Regions from separate parts of the Mus musculus genome. Here all the other regions are linked to region 2. A link is a contact called in public Hi-C, HiChIP or PLAC-seq and promoter capture Hi-C data. All regions are on one chromosome and are shown on one strand. The core of a region is the stretch at or near the end of the contact, and the rest is flanking DNA. Distances in the headings are between cores, read along the strand shown.

The links. Promoter capture Hi-C pulls out the DNA fragments that hold promoters and counts their contacts. A called contact is a pair of places that touch in the nucleus more often than the background predicts. HiChIP or PLAC-seq counts read pairs in DNA pulled down with a chosen protein or histone mark.
Region 1: a promoter capture Hi-C map of pre-B cells shows a contact between it and region 2, with 2.4 times the contacts expected there. The contact joins the enhancer-like site here to the promoter of Ankrd55 in region 2. A contact is called at or near these places in 3 of 39 promoter capture datasets (the C10 cell line, liver and pre-B cells) and 2 of 115 datasets of contacts at active chromatin or transcription factors (embryonic stem cells and microglia).
Region 3: an H3K4me3 HiChIP or PLAC-seq map of embryonic basal ganglia shows a contact between it and region 2, with 8 times the contacts expected there. The contact joins the enhancer-like site here to the promoter of Ankrd55 in region 2. A contact is called at or near these places in 28 of 39 promoter capture datasets (the 3T3-L1 cell line, 3T3-L1-derived adipocytes, the C10 cell line and 18 more), 1 of 15 datasets of contacts at CTCF or cohesin (the NIH/3T3 cell line), 10 of 484 Hi-C or Micro-C datasets (B cells, CD4 T cells, bone marrow and 7 more), 12 of 115 datasets of contacts at active chromatin or transcription factors (SST interneurons, VIP interneurons, craniofacial prominence and 8 more) and 4 of 9 other capture datasets (adipose tissue, liver, macrophages and 1 more).
Region 4: a contact with region 2 is called in a Hi-C map of B cells, with 9 read pairs. The contact joins the enhancer-like site here to the promoter of Ankrd55 in region 2. A contact is called at or near these places in 13 of 39 promoter capture datasets (the 3T3-L1 cell line, 3T3-L1-derived adipocytes, HPC-7-derived erythroid cells and 9 more), 1 of 484 Hi-C or Micro-C datasets (B cells), 2 of 115 datasets of contacts at active chromatin or transcription factors (embryonic stem cells and microglia) and 3 of 9 other capture datasets (liver, macrophages and pancreatic islet).
Region 5: a contact with region 2 is called in a Hi-C map of bone marrow-derived macrophages, with 15 read pairs. The contact joins the enhancer-like site here to the promoter of Ankrd55 in region 2. A contact is called at or near these places in 13 of 39 promoter capture datasets (the 3T3-L1 cell line, 3T3-L1-derived adipocytes, the C10 cell line and 6 more), 1 of 15 datasets of contacts at CTCF or cohesin (the NIH/3T3 cell line), 18 of 484 Hi-C or Micro-C datasets (the BV-2 cell line, the HL-1 cell line, adipose-derived mesenchymal stem cells and 8 more), 2 of 115 datasets of contacts at active chromatin or transcription factors (both in embryonic stem cells) and 3 of 9 other capture datasets (adipose tissue, embryonic stem cells and liver).

Annotation. Positions count from the first base shown.
Region 1 is chr13:112,759,069-112,761,768 of GRCm38.p6, reverse strand. No RefSeq gene overlaps it. Among named protein-coding and RNA genes, the nearest start is that of Gm41067, 8.2 kb to the left of the region's middle. Within about 2 kb of position 1,383, at least 79 of the 459 cell types and tissues checked have an H3K27ac peak or open chromatin away from gene starts, as enhancers often do. A contact at or near this core is called in embryonic stem cells, liver, microglia and 1 more, where this site is marked.
Region 2 is chr13:112,287,052-112,289,751 of GRCm38.p6, reverse strand. It overlaps Ankrd55 (ankyrin repeat domain 55), which reads right to left and starts at 1,301. Exons shown (of 11, transcript NM_029898.3): 1 at 770-1,301. The coding sequence starts at 824.
Region 3 is chr13:111,777,430-111,780,129 of GRCm38.p6, reverse strand. The region is part of intron 1 of Map3k1 (mitogen-activated protein kinase kinase kinase 1); the gene reads left to right. Among named protein-coding and RNA genes, the nearest start is that of Map3k1, 30 kb to the left of the region's middle. Within about 2 kb of position 1,294, at least 97 of the 459 cell types and tissues checked have an H3K27ac peak or open chromatin away from gene starts, as enhancers often do. A contact at or near this core is called in B cells, the HPC-7 cell line, SST interneurons and 7 more, where this site is marked.
Region 4 is chr13:111,934,798-111,937,497 of GRCm38.p6, reverse strand. No RefSeq gene overlaps it. Among named protein-coding and RNA genes, the nearest start is that of Gm15322, 59 kb to the left of the region's middle. Within about 2 kb of position 1,372, at least 164 of the 459 cell types and tissues checked have an H3K27ac peak or open chromatin away from gene starts, as enhancers often do. A contact at or near this core is called in B cells, embryonic stem cells, liver and 3 more, where this site is marked.
Region 5 is chr13:112,633,968-112,636,667 of GRCm38.p6, reverse strand. It overlaps Ddx4 (DEAD box helicase 4), which reads left to right. Exons shown (of 22, transcript NM_001145885.1): 5 at 623-700. Among named protein-coding and RNA genes, the nearest start is that of Ddx4, 17 kb to the left of the region's middle. Within about 2 kb of position 1,292, at least 16 of the 459 cell types and tissues checked have an H3K27ac peak or open chromatin away from gene starts, as enhancers often do. A contact at or near this core is called in bone marrow-derived macrophages, where this site is marked.

The DNA.
Region 1 (2,700 bases), core at 134-2,633, 470 kb before region 2:
CCCTATCTGCAACATCTGTGGAGTTAGAGTAAGACACAAATGTTGGCCCACATAGCATCTGTCTAAACACTTAGATATTAGATGGAGCATTAGGGTATATCACAAAGCCTAGTCCAGTGGTCCAGTGGTCCAGTGGTCCAGTGGTCCAGCGGAGCTGGGGGTAGAACATGGGGTTGCTTGTGTACAAGGCAACCTTCTACCACAGAGCTATGTCCCCAGAGCCACAGCATTTTTAAGCCATGTTGTTAGTACCCTGGAGGAAGAGACCCAAAAATTGCTGCAAGTTTGTGACTAGTCTGGGCTACATTGCAAGACTGAGTCTTAGGAAACAATAGTGATTTTCTTTTTCTGAATAAAACAACCTATGTGTGACTTATCCACAGAAGTTGATGGCTGATGATGAATAAACCTATAGCACTGGAAGCATTTGAAATAATCAGAAGATAAAGTTTTCATTAGTAGAAACATGGATGCCAGATTGTAGATCTGTTGAATTACTGGTGGAGGGGAAGGGGGAAGGGGGAAGGGGGAAGGGGGAAGGGGGAAGGGGGAAGGGGGAAGGGAGAAGGGTTGTCTGAAATTCTATTCTTTGTGTGGTGGCTTCGAGGGTCCTGTTTCTGCTGGGTGGGAAACGCAAGTTGAGTAATTTTGAGAAGGGAGTCAGGAGAAAGGCCAGTCTGACAACTCATTGTGTGGGGTGTGGAGGAGATCGTACGGTAGTTGTGAGGAAAATCTAGGAAGTCTGAGGACAGAAAGAAGTTCTAACTAAGATCGTTTTTTTAGGAAGTTGGTGCCAGTTGTCAGGGAAGCCGCAGTGGTAACCTGTACTTTGAAGTTGGACTCGGACCTATTTTTACATGCCCAGGCGGGAGACAAACCTCAAAGCAGGTGCTGACCCAGGCAGCCCCAGGCAGCTAACTCTGCTTAGATCCACTGTGTGGTGGCTCCCACGAGTGACTCCACAGTATAGAAAGAAGGTCCCCACACTGGGCCACCAGCCCTCTCTGTGCAGGGGTCAGCCAGAAATTAGTGTCAGTGAGACATCACAGGAAGGGTGTTGGAAACATCCAGAAACAGGAAGTAGGTATCTTATTTGTCAGAAAAGGGACAAGGAAGCAGCTTGCCCTAGGTCATGTGGCCTCAAGGGTACATGCCTCAGAGAGAAGGAGAGAGAGAGAGAGAGAGAGAGAGAGAGAGAGAGAGAGAGAGAGAGAGAGAGAAACACCATATAAAGGCAGAGACTCCTCACTCTCCATTTCAGTCCACCTCTAAACATTCTATCTTACAAACCCAGGTAGCCCTGTCTCTGAGTCCGTGGGAGTCAGTCTCCGTTACTTGTAGATGAAAATACTCTGACACTAATTGAAGTTCAAAGAGGGAATTCCCGTAAAGGGCTGAGATCTTAACCAACACAGTCTGGACTCGGCTCATGCCAAGTAGATCTGGGCCACATCCCGTATTCTCTCCGCATCACATCCCCGCACTGCTTCGGTTCCTAGAGCACTCTGCATCCTCTCCCTGCCAAGCTGCCCTCCCAAATCCCACCCCCCACTTACCCCTCAGCCTCGTCCCCCACCCACCCCACTCTGGCTCAGCTTCGGAGCTGTGGAACAGGGCTGTTCAATTTCTGAAGCTGTTGACTCCAGACAGATTTCCTTGAGCCCTGGCTGCTGAAGTTGGGTTTTTTTGTTTTTTTGTTTGTTTGTTTTTTCTCTGCAGAGTCTGTGTCTCTCCTAAGCAGAGACCTTTTCAAACACTGCCTTGACTGCTCTTTATGAGTCACCGATCACCCTTATCTTTGAGGTGGGTGCACAGTGACCAAACCTTCTGTTTCCTCCACCTCCCGGCTTGAAGCTTCAGGCGAGGACAAAACCCAGGGCTTTGTGTGCTAGACAAATACTCTACCAACTGAGCTAAATCCCTAGCAACTGAAATGTATTAGTGTATATCGATTATGCAAGTAATGGGGTTCCACTATGACATTTCCACACGTGTTAATAGTATATTTTTATCATCTCTCCCAGTCTCCCTAGTGATCTTTTTCTTTTCGCCCCTCTGGTTCCCTTCTACCTTCACGCCCTTTGGGAGGGTGGCCCATGCATTTCAGTGGAGTTGCTTATAAGAGTGTGGGCCCCTTACCAGTGCTTTCGGCGGTTTTTTTGACACAGAGTCACGTGTATCCAGGCTGTTTCCGAACTCACTGAGTAGCTAAGGGTGACCTTGAGTTCCTGACCTTCCAGCCTCCGCTTCCTAAATACCAACACCAGAGCAACCTGGTTCAATCCCCTCTGCCTTTTATTGTACATTCATTGCTAGTACAAAGTATGGGCCTTCCCCCACCCACCCTCACCCCCTTAACGTTACCATCTATCCCTTTAAAATGTACGGTCCAGAGCTGGGGCTGTATCCCAGAGGAAAGTCACTCAATGCTGGTACAAGGCTTTGTGTTTGATCCCTCCCTTTGTTTGTTTGTTTGTTTGTTTGTTTGTTTGTTTTAGTATGCTTATAAATTCGGCTGAGTCCTTCGTATTGCCTATAATTTCAGGAGATTTGCATTGTTCCCAAAAGAAACACTCCCTGTTGGCAGCCCTCCCCCCATTTGCCTCTCCTCCCAGACTCAGGCCGTCTGTTTTCTGTCTCTCTAAATTTGCCTGTTCTGAACATTTTCAAATAAATGAAGTTTTACAGCCTGTGGCTTGG
Region 2 (2,700 bases), core at 52-2,551:
TGCGGCGAGTGGGTTAGATGCCGTACGTTTCATTAAAAGGCTCTGGGAAGGTCTGCTGTATTTAAAGTGTGGGAATTCCCCTCCATCGTACATAGAAAAAATGGTCTAATTACACAGATGACAAATACATGTGTGGAGGCACACAGCACATGCAAAGCCACACTCACACAGACTGACAGGCTGTGAGTCTGATGATGGCAATGAATCTCACAGCCTACTTGGCCCGTGGAAGGATGACTTTCTGTATGCAAATGAAGGGTAGGGGGAAAAAACCCACTCTGCCATTGCAATTAAATAATACAGTATTAAGTCACTGCACGGTCTTGAACGAGGTGTGGCATCAGCAGGACCCGTCTGTGGGTCAGGTCTCTCTTGGAGGGGAATCCACAGTGCCTCGTGATGGCTGAAGTGACGAAATATGAGATTTACGGGCTGAAAGAGGCCCGGTATGCATTCTGATATTGCTTTCTCTAACATACTTTATGACATGACATAAAGATGATACTATCTAAAGTAGCTGATATGTCTCAAACCAAAGAGTAGGACTAGGAATACATCCGCAAGACAGAAAGCCCGTAAGCTTTTTTTTTCTTTTCTTTTCCTAAAAGCTTATCAAGTCCTTACCAGGTTTGTTTTCACACACACACACACACACACACACACACACACACACACACACACACACACACACTCACACACACACACCTTTCCTCTTCTCCTTACAAACTGGAAATCTCTTCGCCATTGGAGTGGTAAAACATCGTGTTACCTTTGTGCTGATCAAACACAGAAGAGGTGCTGAAATCCATGGTAGCCTGTCTCATCGTTTACCATCAGAACGGCAAAAAAAACCCAGTCAGGGCTCTGGAGAGGAGAAAACACCATTTCACACACTGCAGCCAACGTCAGTCAGCTTCAGCATCGTTGGCGTCAGCTCCCGTTGTAGAATTAAGTGTGTGTTAGATCTGCCGGGCGCCTTCAAGGCTACCTTTGCAAAGACATAAAAAACACTCTTTCTGCAGGGGAGGAAGTGTTACTCTCAGAATCCCATTCACCATCAACACTGACGTGTGAGTATTATATACCCTTCCCCCAAGCAGACAGACAAAACATCCCAAACCCTAAAATAAGACAGCCTTCACGGGGGTGCCTGCCTTGGATCTGGGCCAGGAAAATGCTGCAGATCTCAGAGCTTCGGCTGAGGCGACTGGAAGGTCGCTTTAAACCAATAGAAACCTCAATGAGTGAGTGAGATTCACAGGGCCAGACGGAGCATGTGCAAAGCCGCCAGCGCAGACTGCGTGCTGGCTGTTTGTTCTTGGTGGAGTGAGAACTGCATTTGGGTCATGTGAGCAGAGACGGGCCATCTCAGTGGAATAGGATGTAAATATTGTAGCAGGAGGCTGCAGTCCACGTGCCCTGCTGAGTAGTTATGCACTGCTGCTGGGGGTGGGGGGATGGGGGGAGGTTCAGGCTCCCTGCAGTGACCTCCTCCTGTCAGAGAGACTTTGAGGGTGGGCAGTGAAAGGTTGAAGGTCAAGGTTCAAATATCTGTGCAGACTAAATCAAACAGCCTGCAGTCACAAGGCTGTGCCTTACTGCATTCTGCATGAAGCCTGACAAGTCACCAGCCATACTGCTTCGAGAAGCAGTCAAATAAATTCATCCTCTAGGGTTAAAAACCTGAGGGGGAAATCTTGCTCTTATTTGCATACGGTGGTACTGTCTATTGCTAGGGGAAGACATCTGTCTAGTTCGTTTGTGTTTTTACAAAATGAAGACATTTCCTTTGTGGTTTTGGCTTTATATCTATATGTGTGCACACCTGAGCGTGTATATGTCACAGGTCCATCAGGAATCTCTTTTCAGGATCACCTTCCTTGTTTTTTCCAGAGAGAGTCTCTCCCTGACACCCAGGCCTTGTCCGGGTGCCTAGGTTGGCTGGCAGGAAGCCAGGATTCTCCTATCTGTCCTCCAAGAGCCTGGGTGGTGAGTGATAGCACCTGGCTTTTTGTATGTCACTGATCATGGCAACTCCCTTTTCTTTTTAACTAACAGATATTTGATTTTAGACATAGTGCTGGAAATGTTTTCTTTTTTTCCTCTGCGTATGGCTATATTAATACTTTTTTTTTGTAGTACAGAGATTAAACCCAAACATTATATACTAGATAAGTGGTCAACTACTGAACTACACTCTTAGTCTTTACATTTGTTTTGATATAGAATGGTCTAGTCTATGTTCTGTGTTCTTTTGTAGGCAGTTCTCTTTTATCTTTTGACACATATTTTCTACTTGCCTGTCATTTATTTTTCATAAAAAAGGGCCTCACATCTCTATGACAATGCTACCACTCACTAGTAATATCACTCACTCACAAGCACTGTTATTCACCTCACAGAACCATGACTCAGCAGTACTGTTACTATGACTCAGCAGGACTGTTAGTATGACTCAGCAGGACTGTTATTATGACTCAGCAGTACTATTATTTACCCAACAATGTTATTCATCGCTATTCTTTTCCACTTGGGCTCCTTCCTTTCAAAATACTCTGCAGTATTTGATTTAAAAATACAAGCAGAGGCTGGAGAGATAACTCAGTGGATCAAGTTGTTGCTTTAGCATTTTTAGAGTCCAGGATGTGGCAGTTTGACTGTCATCTCAGTGCTGGGGAGGTGGAGACAGGATTTCAGGAG
Region 3 (2,700 bases), core at 45-2,544, 510 kb after region 2:
CTCTTAATAAATACCATTGAGATCTTGGCTTAGCTGGTTAAAGAATCGTGAAAATGCTTCCCTCACTGAGACATGCCTGTGGCCCTTGGGAGTTACAGCCTGTCACTTGGGGCAGTATTAGGCTAGCACTAATTGTCTAGTAGCTGCAGAGGGACCCAGTGCAACCCTCCTGCCTACTTTTATTGTTCCTCCCTCGGTAGCTAAGTCCTCCCGGAGTCCTGACTTCTTTATTCTATCTGCGCCTACAGTTTTGTTTTACTTAGTTTTTTCTTTGTTACTCTGATCCCACTCTTTATGCAGTGACACTTTTCAAGCATCCTACTTTCAAACTGCAAGATGTCCAATACCATCTCGGTATAGAGTGTCTTTGAACCAAGGCACACTCTTGGACCAGCCAACTATGAACTCAACAGGGAGAAAGCCCCTGGGGACTGCCCCCCACCCCTACACACATACACACCTCTGATACAGTATATCAGTCCCAGCACACTTGGCTCCTCCCATAGGAAAGTGCTGAAAATGCAGTCCGTCCTGTAAGATCTCCCAGTGCTGTGAGGAAACCAGGAATTTAGATCGCGTTGCAATGGATATGTAGCCTGCTAGGATAGAATAGCTAGTGACTACAGAATACTGTAGGGAATTTTGTATTAAAGACGTGAGGATAGGAAACTTTGCAGATTGCGTGTGTGTGTGTGTGTGTGTGTGTGTGTGTGTGCAGACTATCTGCAAAGACATGTATAAATTGTCAGTGTTCTTAGTGCTGTAAGAACGGGGCGTGCCTGGCGTGTAAGGCACTCCAGGAAAGGGGCCTGGCTTATGGAACTGATGAACCCATAGTAAGCTGCTTAGACCCAGACATTAATATAATCATAATAAATAATATAAAAACGACCTCTTCCAAGACAGAAGGGGACTCTTGAAGCACCTAGAGTTTCACAGCCGTACTCCATACGTGTAGAAAAAGCTAGGGAAACCTAACATCAGGCTGAGGGGTTTTAAAGTTCTAGATCCAGCATAAAATGGCCTGGGCTCCATGCACCCGGATCAACAGGAACAGTCCTGTCGGCTAGTGTTTGCCTTTCAAACTCATGTCACTGCAGCCTTGTTCTTGCTCTAAGTCTTCCAGTAGTTCTCCCCAGAAGTATTTTGGCTTTACTAGAATCAGCTAACTTAAAAGGTCAGACATGTATAAACTATTTTAGCTAAAAGCCCGTATGTTTCTAGGTAATAACAGCCATGGTACACTACCCCCCACCCCACACAGTGTGGTTAACCAGCCATCAGAAGTTCCTAGTAGCTTCAAGGCTTCCTGACTATAGTAGCTTTGGTTAAAAAAGGAAGCTCGCATTCTACTGTAGCTGTAGTGTTCCTTGGCTGGCAAGTCGTTGCTGTGTACATGTGCACACACAAATGCCTGACCACTGGAGACCCTGCTGTCTGTCTGTCCGTGGATGGACGACAAGCTAGGAGCCTGCTGTCTGTGGATGGAGCACAGGCGAGGCTATGAATAAACCACAGTGTAAGCACGGGAGGAAGATTTGGTTCCTGCTTTCCACTTCAAGGACAACGGAAGCAGTGTGTGTGTGGGGGGGGGGGGGGGGGTGTTTGTTTTGGTTTTTTTGTGGCATGAAAAATGGGATGTACTGCATGTTTTGTTTTGTTTTTCTGAGATCTCAGCGTTTGCAAATTATACCATTTTACAATCTATGAAGGAAAAAACGGTCACCTAAAAATTTACATGTCATTGCTCAGAGCCATTCAGATTTCAGATGACAGAGTGTAAAAAATGTGCATTTTAGAATTAACTATACAAAATACTTATGAGAAGGCTAAAACTCTTTGTTTATGTTTATAGATTGATTTAGGAATGATGAATTCTCTCAATAAATAACATCAGAGTTCCAGACGTAATCACAAGTGCAGAGTGATAAAAATACTAACATGGAAGTCATTCAGGGCTAGAAGTGGTAGGGAAGCCCTTAGGACTGCTGAAGCTGTTAGTAAAAGATAACTCGTTTCATCTGAGGCAACGGTCACTCGGTACTGCCTGTGCTCTGATGCACAGTGGATCGATGAAGCGTGTGCCTCCGCGTGAGGAGACGGGAGAGAAGCAGGAGTGTGAGCACCTATCTCCTCTGAGCTGCTCCCAGCCTGAAGGAGGCTCCCTGAAAACGCCCAGCAAGGGACCCTCACTTATCAAGGCTCCAGGAGGAGACAGTTGTCTCCAGTAGAGTTTGCAGTTGGAGGGAGGAGGAGACATGTTTGTAAGTTGCAGTGATCACTTTGAAGGAGAAAGAGCTGAGCTGGGAAAGGGTGAACTGACGCAGTCTCTGAGTGGCTGTGTAGAAGTGAATTCAGTGAGAAGTCAGGTGGGACATAGCCTGTCCAGGACACCCCAGAGCCTTGTGTCCTGGGGCTGGAGAAAAGGCAGGAGGGTGAGCCTGGGAGACTGGGGTGGCAGTGAGAATAAGCCAGCTCCAGAGACCCTGCCAGACCTGCGCGCCCCGTCTCCCCAGCAGTTGTTACTGCAGCCTGGAACCTTGTGACTCTTCATGGCTGAGGGGTTGCCCGAGGGTCCTCCGTTGGTTTCCTTCCAGAGCCTTGATAAGCATGCCTTGCTTAGAGTTTTAAGGAAGCTTCCTTCAGGAGGAAATAGGTACCCACTTTCTCCTGTCTTCTCCCTTTACCTCCTGTCTGACT
Region 4 (2,700 bases), core at 123-2,622, 350 kb after region 2:
TGGAACAGAGGATCTTTATACCAACACACAGAAGAAAGGCTGAGTGGGAAAAATCACTGACCCTCAACCCAGTGACCTGCGTGAGGATGGCTTTCATCAGAAGCGAGATGCAGAAGTAGTAAGATGAAGGAGTTGGACTTTCTGATCAAAGCCAGAAACGTCCGTCCAAGGTAAAGGCATACGTGAAACCTTTACAGAAGAGACAGCATCGACGAGAATGCTTGGTTCTTTACAATGCATTCACTGTGGGAAACTAGCCAGGCCCAGCAAGCTGACCAGGGTCCCTTCACCCCTGTGCCCAGGACAGTTTGGCCAAAGGACATCTAGGGTGAAGGCCTCAGTCAGTGCTAATCTCCATATCCCGGAATAGCCCAGAGAACTCGTCCAACCTGCAAGTCTGCCTTTAAAAAAAAAAAAAAAAAAAAAAAAAGCCTTTGGAATTCTTTGTCCAGCTCTGCTTGGTATACACGGGAATGATTCTTCTGGGACTTCTCTGGTGACCTAGTCTTTGCTATAATGACATCTCTCAACAGATCCACCAGCCCTCAGATTCTCTCCCAGACACTAATAATAGGTCCAATTAGAAGTAAAGATTCCAAACAGATGAGGCACGAATTGATATACACGGCCGGCCTGGCTGCCACAGATCCATTTCTTCCCCTGCAGAAAAGACACCAAACTGGCCTTGAGGAGGGAACCTCCTTTTTTGAACAGTTACCATGGCAACTGGAACCCTTTTCTCCCCAGGGCACCTGCCCACAGGCTCCCACCAGCCAGCTGGTAGGGAGGGTGGATCAGCCACCTCTGTCCCAAGTCACTGTGCTCATTTGACCAACAAAGGTGCCAACAGTGCCAGTTGGCCTCATGATATGGATACCTGCCCACGAGGCATTGGCCCAAACATTGGGGACTTTCACAGAGGCCAGCCAACAGCTGGCAGGCAGGAACTACCAGGTCATTGTCATCTGGGGCTGAATTGGAACATGCATACAAGACACAAAGGCTGTGTCTGTAACCACAGCATCTCTCCCTCCCTAGGGATTTGTTTGCAGCTCCAGATCCCCCTGCTCTGGGAGGAGCACGCATGTGGCTGAAGGTGCCTTTTAGAGGCCACGCCCACCTACCTTTTTTTAGCAGTGCCCTGCCTTCTGCACGCTGCCGTAGAAAAGCTTTCCCTGCCCCATGTCTGGTTTTATTGCAAATGAGAAGGTTCGCCATAAGTCACCCCAGGCCAGTGGGTTCAGAGGTGGAGTTGGTAACCAGAAGCCATGCAGACTTCCTCTCCTGGCCCCACACCAAGGCCTCCAAGGTTCTCTTGTCACATGAGGTTAGTGTAGTTTCACATCCTCTAAGCAAAGCTCTGTCGAAACTCTCTAGTCTCACATGGCATCGGCTCAAAACAACCACCTCGCTCAGCTGCCTGGCTCACTGTTCCAAGAGTGGGTCAGGAGATCTGGGTTCCAGTTTCAGCTCAACCTGCATGACCTTGACAAGAACCAGTCCTCAGTTTTGCATCAGAAAATTAAGAGGCCCGAGTTTCTATACTTAGGATCCACTTCCTCTCCTCTCCCCATTACCCTCACCACTTCAGTTTAAAAAAAAAAATAGATAGGCAGGTAGGCAGGCAGGAGGCAGGCAGACTGACTGACTGACTGACTGACTGACTGACTGATTGATTTTTGGATTTTGGAGACAGGGTTCTGTATTGCCCTGACTGTCCTGGAACTCACTCTGTAGACCAGGCTGACTTTGAACTCAGAGATCCACCTGCCTCTGCCCCCTGAGTGCTGGGTTTAAAGGCGCGCCACCATTACCCAGCATTCCTGATGCTAACCCAAGAATCGCCAAAGACTAAGGGATATTTTTTCAACTTTTCAAAATCAGACATCTCAAAAATACTAAGCCAAGTGAAGGGAACTTTTTCTACAGGAGAGTGCATGTTTTATGATTATAACATGAAATGCCTAGACAGGCAAAATTAACCAATGGTAAGACACAAACATGCTTACCCACTCTCACAGGAATAGCTGTAGATTGCCTCTGAGAGTGTGGTAGGAGCAGGAATTACTTAGGAAAAGGCATAGTTGACAGTATACATTGTACCTGGGTGTGTTTGTGTCACACAATCTATGTCAAAACTCATAGACTACTATTCTTCAGATGGATTGAACGGTGCAATGGAGTCAGAAGAGTAGACTGTAGAATTGGTGAGCACTGGGTGCTCTTGACAAAACACTGAGGAAACATACGCAATAATAAGTTCCTGATCCATCCATACCACCCTTTCTCCACCCCATCTCTTTCTCGACTATTGGCCTCTTTCTTATTGAATGAGACAGGGGATATATCTGATATCCTATGATGATTAATCACTCTATGCCCAGCCCTCAAGGGTAAAAACAAGTTCTCTGCAGCCAGAACTCGCCCTTGAGCCTCTCTGCCTCTGCTCTCTGGTTGCCAACATTTTTGATATAATTTATTTCTTTCTTTCTTTCTTTCTTTCTTTCTTTCTTTCTTTTTTTTTTTTTTTTTTTCGAGACAGGGTTTTGATATAATTTCAATTGACACAACCCAGTAAAGACATTTTAAATTTAATTCCAAATGTAATCAGAGTGTATATTTTTATAACCACTCTAAGAGTTAGTATATCGACTACCCAAGGACAGATTACAAGCATATATTTTCCTATACTTGCTTCTC
Region 5 (2,700 bases), core at 43-2,542, 350 kb before region 2:
TCATCGTGGAAGGGTAGAGTTCACCCTGTGATCTTCAAATGCATGCTCACACAGAGCTCACACAGAGCTCACACAGAGCTCACACAGAGCTCACACAGAGCTCACACAGAGCTCACACAGAGCTCACACAGAGCTCACACAGAGCTCACACAGAGCTCACACAGACCTCACACAGAGCTCACACAGAGCTCACACAGAAATAAGTGTAAATGTTTTTAAAGTAGGAATCTTGGAAGTGACAGAGGTATTAGAAAATAAATAGTAGGACAATAAAAATAATATAGAACAGATTTTTCAATAGTGAAGATTATCCTGTGGGCTGAATATAATGCTTTGGTCTGTTGAGGCAAGGGGGATTTAGTACAAAGGAATCATGAAGTGAATTCTTGATAGAAGGAAATATAATGAGTAGAATTTACATTTTACCACTAGTAGGTTTATGATTTTTATTTTTGAATCATAACTTGATAATTAAAGAAAACCTTCCAAGTATATAACTTATTTTTAAGTTTGTTTTCTATTTTCTTACCATCTGTAAAAGTCGTCTAACCCTAAAGCTTAATTTCACCCCTATTTTTTGATGACATAATTTTGCATATTAAGTTTAACTAAATTTTTTCAGATATTGGCGAGTCTAGTAAAAAAGAGAACACATCTACAACTGGTGGCTTTGGAAGAGGAAAGGGCTTTGGAAACAGAGGTAAGTACTTGTAATGTTTTACAACCATACTTATAGTTGACTCCAAGGCTTCCAGTTTATTTTTTTAGAAAAGAAAGCACAGAAAGTGTGTGCCATGTAGAAATCATGAGGCTCATAGAAAGTGGTTTCATATGGGCATAGTGTAAAGGCAGCAGCCCATGCTGTCCTGGGTATGTGCAGTGTTCCATTTATCTTTTAAAGAAGAGTCTCTTCTTAGCGCATGTGTGGAGGTGTGGGTGGTTAGGGGGTTGCACATGTACTGCAGTGCAGTGCATGTGTGGAGAACATAGAGTGACTTGTAGCCGTTGCTTCTTTCCTTCCTCCATGTGGGCCCCCAGGATTGAAGTCAGATAAGGCTTTTGCTGTGAGCACTCTAACCCACGCTGGACCATTGCTGGCCCTCCATTTATTTGCATTTCTCGTGCTGTAGCATCATTGATTCACCTTACACACAAGCCTACATTCTTTCCTTCTTTACTCCTTAGGGCTCCCAGTTCCCGTGGCAATTGATTTCGTACCTCTGTAGGGGAACATGCACTCGTCTGTAGCTGAGCAAGGAGAGAGTAATGCAGAGATGGGAGTTTCCCTACTCAGGAGCTCAGCACTGACTCTTCCTGGTCACAGAATTGAGGAAGTGCAGGCAGCCATGGAGAGGGCACTAGAATAGATAGAATCCTTTTTACAAGAGCTTTGAAGATATTTAATTTAATACTTAGGCTTTTTGTAGAAATAATATTCTTTTTAGGGATTATGTGTATATTTAGAAAGGAAATACCTGCTAAGGGATTTTTTTGGTCAATCATACAGTGAATACTTTTGCTTTTATATGAGAATTGTGTATTAAACTTCCATTATATTTTATTGCCACAGAGACACTTAAATTTGGTTAAACCTGTAGATGTTCCACTACTTGAGATAACACACATACCATTTATAAACTGAACAACTGCCTAAGTAACTGGATGGTTCTTATATGAAACAAGCACAGTTGTAACTGAGTTCTTTATAATATAGTCTAGATAATGATTGATAGGCATTCCATATTGACATTTACTTTTAAGGTATGTGCCCCAAGTATCTCTTCTGTAAGTATGAGATAGAGCAGGACAGCCTGGGGCATCCCACTATGCTGCCCAGGTAGGTATCTCACCCATGAACGCAAGTGATACACTGTAATTAGCTTCCAGATACCTAGGGCTACAGCTATGCACACACTGTACCTAGCTCCTTGACAATTGTTACACTAAAGAACATTTTATTAAGAGTCAAGAGTTCTTTGGAGACAGGTCTCTCAGTGAACCCAGAGCTTATTGATTTGGCCAGCCTGCCTGCCCCAGGATGCTCTTGTTCTTGCTTCCTCAGTGCGGGAATCATAGACAGGGACCATGTGTGTGACTTTGTCACAGTGGGCTGGGCTGGACTCAAGCCCCTCATGCTTACATTGCAGCCACGTTATCAACTGAGCCATCCCCTTAGCCCCAAATATATTATTTTTGATATTTTGAATAGAAAGCAAATAATGGTTATAGTGATACATACTGTTGTCTTGCCCGTGCATATAAGGGGGAATATAGGATATTTGAAATAATATAAAATCTACTGAAACATTTTTAAATTTAAAAGAATAGAGCTAATAATCTGATAGAGGCAGAAGTTTAGTATTATTTGAATTAGTTCTCGTCCTGTGTCTGTGTATGTAGTTTATATAGAGAGTTTATCTCATTCTGTAGGGTCATCATAACTAGTTGTCCCTGAAAGACTCTTAAAACAGATGTTATTTCTGTGTATATGCACGTTGTGTTTCTGCACACATCCTCTGGAGGTTAGTCACGGGTGTCAGACCCTTGAAGCTGGAATTACCGGCATTGTGAGCCGCCTGACGTGAGGGATCTGAACCCTGGCCCTAGGATGGAGCACTAAGCACGTCACTGTTGTATTGAGCCATCCCGCCAGTCCTGAAAACTGTTTTTAAACTATAGCGGTAAAAGAAATTCTTTCAG